Regions from separate parts of the Mus musculus genome. Here region 2 is linked to region 1. The links are chromatin contacts, called in public promoter capture Hi-C maps. All regions are on one chromosome and are shown on one strand. Each heading gives the region's core, a stretch centred on a gene start, on an enhancer-like site or on the middle of the called end of the contact. The rest is flanking DNA. Distances are from core to core; before and after follow the strand shown.

What was found. Promoter capture Hi-C pulls out the DNA fragments that hold promoters and counts their contacts.
Region 2: a promoter capture Hi-C map of the HPC-7 cell line shows a contact between it and region 1, with 13 times the contacts expected there. The contact joins the enhancer-like site here to the promoter of Arhgap15 in region 1. A contact is called at or near these places in 7 of 39 promoter capture datasets (the C10 cell line, the HPC-7 cell line, cranial neural crest and 4 more), 1 of 484 Hi-C or Micro-C datasets (pro-B cells) and 1 of 115 datasets of contacts at active chromatin or transcription factors (large pre-B cells).

What each region holds. Positions count from the first base shown.
Region 1 is chr2:43,747,122-43,751,329 of GRCm38.p6, reverse strand. Arhgap15 (Rho GTPase activating protein 15) reads right to left here and starts at 2,506. Exons shown (of 14, transcript NM_153820.3): 1 at 2,431-2,506. The coding sequence starts at 2,441. The region is part of intron 1 of Gm39804 (a long non-coding RNA gene); the gene reads left to right.
Region 2 is chr2:46,523,162-46,527,369 of GRCm38.p6, reverse strand. No RefSeq gene overlaps it. Among named protein-coding and RNA genes, the nearest start is that of Gm13470, 82 kb to the right of the region's middle. Within about 2 kb of position 1,924, at least 19 of the 459 cell types and tissues checked have an H3K27ac peak or open chromatin away from gene starts, as enhancers often do. A contact at or near this core is called in the HPC-7 cell line and pro-B cells, where this site is marked.

The DNA of each region.
Region 1 (4,208 bases), core at 1,257-3,756:
AACACAAAACTTTTCTGAAGCTACATTGCAGAAGTTTCTCACTGGTGTGAAAAAAGCTGTGTACTTGTACAGGACTCATTTATAAAGATGAGTATACCTCTGAGCTAGATCCTTGTTAGGCACTCTTAGAAAGTCTGTCTTTAAATTTCACTGATTGGACTGGGGTAGCAAGACGCTCTGTCCAGGATAGTTCACAACTGGTTATCATGCACAACATCTTTAAACGAGATTGGAAACTGTCAACATTGAAGTGGTCATTTGGATGCTGCTGTCTGAAAGATCATATTAGAGCTACGCTGGGGAGCCGAGAAGGCCTGGCAAGGACATCAAGACCATGTGGCCTTCCTTTAGAGTATTAGGCTGTCTGCCTTAGAGTCCCTCTCTCTATTTTGCATCATGAAATAAGTAAACTGCGGGATTCTAGATCAGACACAGCTGTGGAGTACCCCATGACAGAGGGTCAAAAATTAGCAAAAAGAGAGTACACAGGAAAGACTTTTCTCCTTTCGGTGTTCTTTATCAGCTCTGCTCTGCAATGAGTTTGGAAATAAAATTCTCTGTCTTGTTTCATGTCACTTAAACGTGCCTAGCTATTCAACATGCACAAAGGCAGAATGATCTGGAATAACTCATTTGTAATCAAGTCCCTTAAGATTTGGTCTGAATAGTCCAGAGTCTGAGCACCGTTGTTTTGCAAAACAGGTCTGAAATCATCAGTTTGTATATTTCACTTGCTGCTTTGTCTACATCCCTCCCAAACTGTCTTAATTTATCCTTCATTTCACACATACTCCAAAAAACATCTGACATTAACAGTATCTGCAAAAACACTTATTACAAATAATTCGGTTTTCAATCACATGAAATATTTTAAACCTTAATGGTCTTATCCGTACTTCAGATGCTTGCCTGAACATTCATTTTTTTTTTTTTTTTTGCTAGTGTGTGGGTTCTATCACCTCTATTCATGTGCTGTTCTTTTTATAATACAATGAAATCAGCAATAACATATCAACAAAAATTATCTGAAGAATACAGCTCAGGAGGCAAAGTCTCAGCAGCACAATATTGAAGACCGATTTAAATACTGCTCTCCATAGTGAGGAAATACAACAAATTGAAACTCTAATCAGAATATCAACGCAAGTATATATTACCAAGATCTTCTGACATGCTAACAATAAAAAGTATTGGATACCATGTCCTTAATCTCTATTTTTCTGTAATCATTTCAACAGTCAACAAGTAGCTAGCTTCAGTGTGGACAATTGAAGAGAACTTAAATGCATCGTGACATGAGTGTATCAGCCTGCTGAATAATTTCCTTTAAAACTGACTATGTCAAAAAATATGTATAAATGTCTTTCAATAGAGCACAATAAAAGAAAAAAGATTGTTGCCACTTATCAATCCTGTAACCATTTTTAATAACCCCCAATATTTGCATTGTGGGGTGCACTTCCTTATCCACCAGCACGATAAAATACTGTGAGAGACAAGGGGATAATATCTTGCGCTTTTATTAAATTTTTACAAAACTCTCCAGTTATATTTGTTTAGCTATTTGTCTCAGATTAGCAACATTTTGATGATATCTCTAGCTACATTAGAATGCACGGAGACATTGGCACAATGTCAGTGGCTAAGCAAAGCTCTTGCTGGTTTGCAGTGAACAAATTCTTTTCATTTCAAAGGTTTATTATTTCAGAACACTTAAAAATACAGTTACCTTAAACAACAAAAGGATGTCTCAAGTGAGCCCTCTTCCCAGAAACAACAGCCAGTGAAATCAGGTGAAACGTTTGTTTTCAACATAAATGTCTTTTTATGAATTAGAAAGTTGGCCTGATGTTATCCAGTTCAACACAGAAATGTTAGGGGAAATGCTCAGTTGTGACGAAGCTTATCATTTTATGTGATACAATTTTCTTGCTTCTTAGTGGCTGTTTTATCCAGTTATGTTTGAGAACCTTCTTATAGCTCTTTACATATTGCCTGAGAGGGAGTATTTTTCTCACTGAAATTTAAGAGGCCCTCTCCTATTGTTATTTATAGTGGCTTTTTTTTTTCTCTCGTTATGTGTATTTCTGATAATTCGAGTTTTAAAGTAGCTATCAGTTAAGGGCACATGGTCTCATGTATTTTACGAACAATTACTTTTAAAAGCACTTTCAATCTAAAACTTTTCTATACTCAGTCTTTAACATTTTAGTCTAAAATCATGAAAAGATACTAGTATAATATTTCCATAAAGGAAGTATGAATTTGACAGTTGCAGTTATGAGACAGAATACACCTTTCTGCACTGAAAGAAACAAGCTGATATTTGGCTCATAGGTAAGAGCCTTCCAATCTGTAGAAATGATTATGCATTTGTGCCAGCAATACTTTCAAGTAGTTAACCCACAGTACAAATGTAAAGTTACATACCTTTTCTCCATGGTGACTTGCTATTAAAACTGCCATCAACTCCTTTTACTGACTCTTACAACAAAACGGAAAGGAGTAAGGTCACGTGTCCTAAGGGGAGGCCTGTGTTCGTTGCTGCTTAATTTCAGTACTTAAGAAAAAAAAAAAAAAGGCGGGGGCAAAGGGTGAGCAGAGACTTTAAAAAACAACCCACTTCCTGGGTACATGTAGTTAACCACATTATTCCCCTTAGAGTTTGCCTTGCACAGTCAGTCAATAATATCATTATTTATCAATGTTATAGTCAGTTTTCAAGTGTCGTATATTTATATGTGGTGCATCAAGTTATTCTAAAAGAGAAAATGTGATTAAAATTTTAGCCACTGGGTTGGGTTGGGTCAGGGGAGGAACTGGCTGTCAAGAAGAGTGGAAAGTTCCTCTTTCTCTGTCTTCTAGTAAGGCCTGGGTTATCTTATGTATATTCATGCTATCAAAAAAGCACTGCATATCTATTGGGAAACCAAGACCTCAGCTCTAACCCAGTACTGGTACTTGCCACACTTGTGGCTAGACATACAAGAGACTACTTGAGTTAGGTGCAGATGCACCAGAACTTTAGAGCAGGAATCCCAGAGCCAGCAGGTGCCCAGGGAGAGTTGCTCAGAATGCCTGCTATAGCATGAAACAGCATGAAGTTTCACCCTGGCACATTCTCTCTGAGTTTCCCAAGCAGATCTGAAATGCCATGAAAAATATTTGTGCAAACCACACAGCCCTTTAGTCTAACATAAAGAAAACGTCAGAATAAACTGTCCAAGGGCTGTCCTTTGGGCAAGCGCCTGTCCCTCTGATAGCAAGCTTCAGCTGATCTCAGGATCAGCCCTCATGTGTGCATCTACACTGAAAGTCTGCCCCTTAGTTACCAGGCTTAGTAAGGTTTTGAGATTTGCAAGGTATCACAAAAAGGAGATCGGTGGAAGATTTTGAGGGTGGGTTGGTGTCCTTATCCCTCTACTGGGAGTCCCGTATAACGCAGGAGGTAGCCACTCCATATCTGCTACTGTTAGGAGTCTCAGCTACAGTCACCTTCATAGACTGCCTGAGGTCTTCCCAATGCCAGATCTCTGGCATGTCAGAGTCATTCCCCCACCCCATCCCCCACCAGGCCAATTTCTCTTCACTCTCCCGGCTCTCCCTAAACCTACACACCATTCCCCATCCTCTCTCCCCTGCATTTCCCTTCCTCCACCCATCCCCAGTGACTATTTTACTTCCCCTTCTAAGTGAGATTCAAGCATCCTTCCTTGGGCCCTTTTGGTTATTTCACTTCTTTGGCTCTGTTGGATTGTAGCATGGGTATCCTTAAGGCTAATGTCCAATTATAAGTGAGTATATACCATGCATGTCAGTTTTGGTCTGGGTTACCTTACTCAGGATGTTTTGTAGTCCCATCTTTTGTCTGCAAATTTCACGATGTTCTTACTTTTAATAGCTAAGTAGTATTCCGTTGTGTAAATGAACGGCCCTTACTTACTGGCTGATTGCTATGAAGCGACTTCATGATCAAGGCAACTCTTACAAGAGAAAGAATTTAACTGAGGGGTTGCTTAAAGTTTCAGAGGTTCAGTCCGTTATCAACATGGCAGAAAGCAGACAGGCGTGGCACAGGAGCAGAGTCATTTCCTTCCAAATGTGTGAGAAAATAGATCACAGTATCTTCTCATCAGATTAATTGGATGAGAGCTCTGTGGAACACAGAGTTGGGGACTGCTTTCCAATCTCACTCATTCAATTCGCTG
Region 2 (4,208 bases), core at 675-3,174, 2.8 Mb before region 1:
TTGAAATGTTTTCCTTTCAAAGAGTTGCCCTGGCCATGGTGTCTCTTCACAGCAATAGGGCATTGACTTGAAAACTCAGCCAGGCACTGTTGAGGTTTGGTCTGTTGCTATCTATTGTAATGCTAAATACTGGCCCTGTTTTTCCTTAGGAATGGGAAGATCCTCACATACACAGATAATGCTATGTGAATTTGCTCCTTATTTGCAAACTATTGATTGGAAATGCCCACCTCTGAGCAAAGAGAAGTAGGTTCCTGGGCTTAGGATCAGAGGAGGACCATGAAGAGGCAGGGAGAGAAAAGATGGAGAGCAAAGAACATGCCATGGGGTAGGTGAACCATAAACACATGGACATGAAGCCTAGCTAGCCAATTGGAGTTAAGAGCAGTCCAGATGTAATGTGACAAGTTATAATGGAGTTACTGACAAGAAGTAGACATAATAGCATAGAAAGCAGATTCTGCCTTGCTCTAGTGCTTTAAAGGCTTGTCATAATATAAAGTTTTTTTGTTTTTTTTTTTTTTTTTTACTTTTATATGGGAATTGAATGATCAAAGATAGGGTAGAAACCCCAATTGAGACTAAATAACTACTATAATAGGGCAATGGTGACACATGCCTTTAATCCCAGCCTTTGAGAGGCAGAGGCAGATAATCTCTGTAAGCTTGAGGATAGCCTGGTCTACAAAGTGAGTTTCAGTACAGCCAGCCTGTCTCTCAGAGAAACAAACATATGGCACAGAAACCCTGTCTCTCCAACAAACAAACAAACTATAGAAACTAAAACTGCTAGCATATAAAAATATTGAACCCTAATGGTTTCTATATATAGTGAAGGAGGCAAAGGCTTTTTCAAGGGGTATAAAGAAAGCCCTGAACTCTCTGCCATCTTTTTCTTCCACAGAGTCTTATACAATATAGGACAATTTGAGTGTAGGAAGGACAAAGGTTCATTTTTAAAATAAACATGGTCTCTCAAAGTTGACCTTGTAGTCTTGAAACAACATATTCACAATACTCCTGTTTATACCAGCTATGTGTTGTAACATTGCTACCTTACAGGTCTGGGGAAAGACCTGTGAAAGACAACCTTGGAAAAAACCACTCTAACTGAGTAGCAGCATTCCATGGGTGGCGTCTTAGGCAAACCAAGGGCAAAGGAAGTTGGGCACAGTGTCCATTTCCCCCAGCTTCTTCATTGCAAATGCAATGTGATTGGCTGCCTATACTCCTTCCAACAGGACTTCCATATCAGGATGGACTGGACCCTAGGACCTTGAGGCAAACTAACTGCCTGTTCAGTCTACTTCTCTTAGGATATTTTATCACATCAAGGGGAAAGTAATTAATTCAGCCTCCTGTCAATGACTATACAATGCTAGAGTGAAGTTAGGTAAGTGTTGGGCGTTTCACTGCACACCCATGTATACTTTCTGAAAAGTTGTTTCTATTGTATCTCTGTGCATGGAACTGATCTGAGCAAGATAAATAAGCATATTCCTCATGAAAGTGGTAGTGGAGTTTGATCTCCTACAGAAACAAGCTGCCTTATCGTTCTCATGATTTTTAGAAAGAAAACCTTCAAGTGTTAAAATGATATAAAACAAAAGTGGCAATCTGCAGCTCTCCGGTGCCTCCTCCTCCTCCTCACAGCTGAGGGTTTGGATTGACTAGGGCACACCTGGAGTTAGCCCCAAGGTTTGGGGTCCATTTCCAGGCCAAAACCTAAGTTTCCAGTTCAGGGCCTCCAGATTCCATTAAGGTTCCCATGAATCAGGCAGGGCTAATTCAGTCCTAAGCAATCAATCACACTCACTCCATTTTGTGAGTAGGAGTGATTGATGGTCCTCTCCTGGTCATGGCTGACCTAGACGTAGGAAGCAGACCTGAGGACGATGCCTCATGTGTGAGTGGCTTATTTAGAATCAGTCAACTGAAAGAAACGCTCATGTGCCTTCCCTCCCTCCTAACTAAGACAAACCCACATCCTTCATACATTTCCTGCTGGCTCTCACTGGCTTGGAACTAGTGTCATTCTCATCCTGTGACTTTCAAAGCCAATCTGCATGCCTGCACCCCTGCACAATATCTTACAGCCCTCAAAGCCCGGAGACTTCCATATTTTTTTTTCCACTTGATCTTTTCTGTTTAAACTCTTGTCAGCTGGTTTGTAAACTCTTGCGTCTTCTTCCATACCAAGGAAAAAGGCAGGAGTTGTTCTCTTCCTTTCTGCTTTCGTGTCATTTGTTACAGAAGAGAAAGACAAGAAGGGTAGTTTCAACTGGCCTTCCCTTTTTTCACATTGTTCTTTGAAGCAGCAAGGGGGTGGGGGTGGGGGCACGGAGGGCAGGCTGCCTCTCTGATTCTGAATTAATATATTTTGCTTGCAGTGTTGGCAGCTGTGGTGTTTTATGTATTCTTTTCTCCTTCTTGAGAATATTCACGTTGTTTCTCAGAGAACAGCATGGCATCCTGTTACCGTCATCATTATCTTTCAGCCAAGAATCTCCACTGCTGTTCGCTTCCACATGCAAGTCTCTCCCACTCGTTTCTGTGATAAGAAGCTTCCTCCTGTCCTCACACTCATGGAATCCACATTGGCAGCTCCGTGTTGTCAAAGGGAGGCCAGTGTTCCCCACTATTTTCAGGATTGTTATCTTCTCTCCGATCACTGAGGTTGCAAAACCTGTTACAGAAATGATTAGAGAAGTTTCTAAAGTTCACAAAGGAAAGGCCTCACTAAAAGAATTTCTATTCATCATTTCTCTTCATTGGTGAAGAGGAAACACAGGGCTCTTCCCTCTTGTTTTGGAGAAATACCATGGTTACAAAGCAGTCACCACATGAATTAGCAGGAAATTTCCACCAGGATCTGTTAGAGAAAAAGCACAAGGTCACTGATACCTCTGAGAGAAGAGGTGATGATTACCAGTGTGGGTAGAAAGAGAGTACAGCCCTTGTTCAGCATTAACGGTAACTCATTCAAACTGCAGTCAACTGCACACCTAGATGTATATGATATGATAATCAGAGAAGAGTGTTATAAAATACAAAATACATCTGTGTGGGTATATGCACTGTGTATGTGTCTGCTAAGATGCATTTTTGAAAGCTCAATATTTTTGTTTAAATAAAAACATGAGAACAGATTCTTTTCTAAATTTAGCTGAATCCTCAAAGGAGGGAAATACTTTTAGGCAACGTTTTTAATTGTATAATCTTTGTCTTGGCCCCAAATACAATAAACACATTCTATGGTAATTTGCAAATATTATTTCTTTGGGTGTTATGATTAAATTCCTCCTTCACTGTAAAGGTTAGCAAATACCATAAATACATGTTTTGGAAAAAAATGTAGTGGAATAGTTCATATCACATTTAATTCTGTCAATGCTTTAAGTAAGGATTGTCCAGTGAAGCTGGTAGGCTTCACATTTTGGGAACTGAATTGGGAGAGAAGGAGCATGAGGGCTGGTGAGAGAAATAAGGCGTGCTTTTGTTGAGTGTCAGTATCCTATATGTGGCCTACACTTCTCATGGAAACAGGTATAAATTCCCCCTTACTCTCAAGAGCATGGTGCCCCTGACATCCTAGGCAGTGCCTTACTCTGAAGACAGGGGCAGCACACTGAATTCAGGGGAAGTAGGCAGACAGCCCACCATGAACAGTTCTTCTTTCTTCTTTCTGACACTGAGACAGTGTGGTGTGAAGTATTGTTGAATCACAGAAGGAATCTTTTGCTGCAGGTCATATAAACATTCTTAGATCAAGAAGCAAGTTTAGGCCCAAGTCAGGAGAATGAGAACACTTAAAAATGAAGAGAAAGAAAGTATATAAAATAACGTCCTAATGATTAAGTAGCTACAACCCTTCCTGATGGGAAAGAACATTGGGATAATTGTCTTATCAAGTGGTAAAACTATTTTATTCTGTCACTTTCTAAGGCTGAATGTGTTTTTTAGTACAGGGCACATTATGGCCTTAAATAAACAAAACACAGAACCTGAGCCATATAGCAGAATGGGTTTATTAATGTTATTTGGTGATATGATTTTTAAGCAAAGAATATATTTGTTGAGATATGATAACTTTTGTGATAGAGACAGGCAGATGCATATCAAATGCACACATACATCAGAGGGCAGATAAGAAAATATTGGCCTTGCTTCCAATGAGATAGAAAAAAAAGATAGACAATTATTATTCA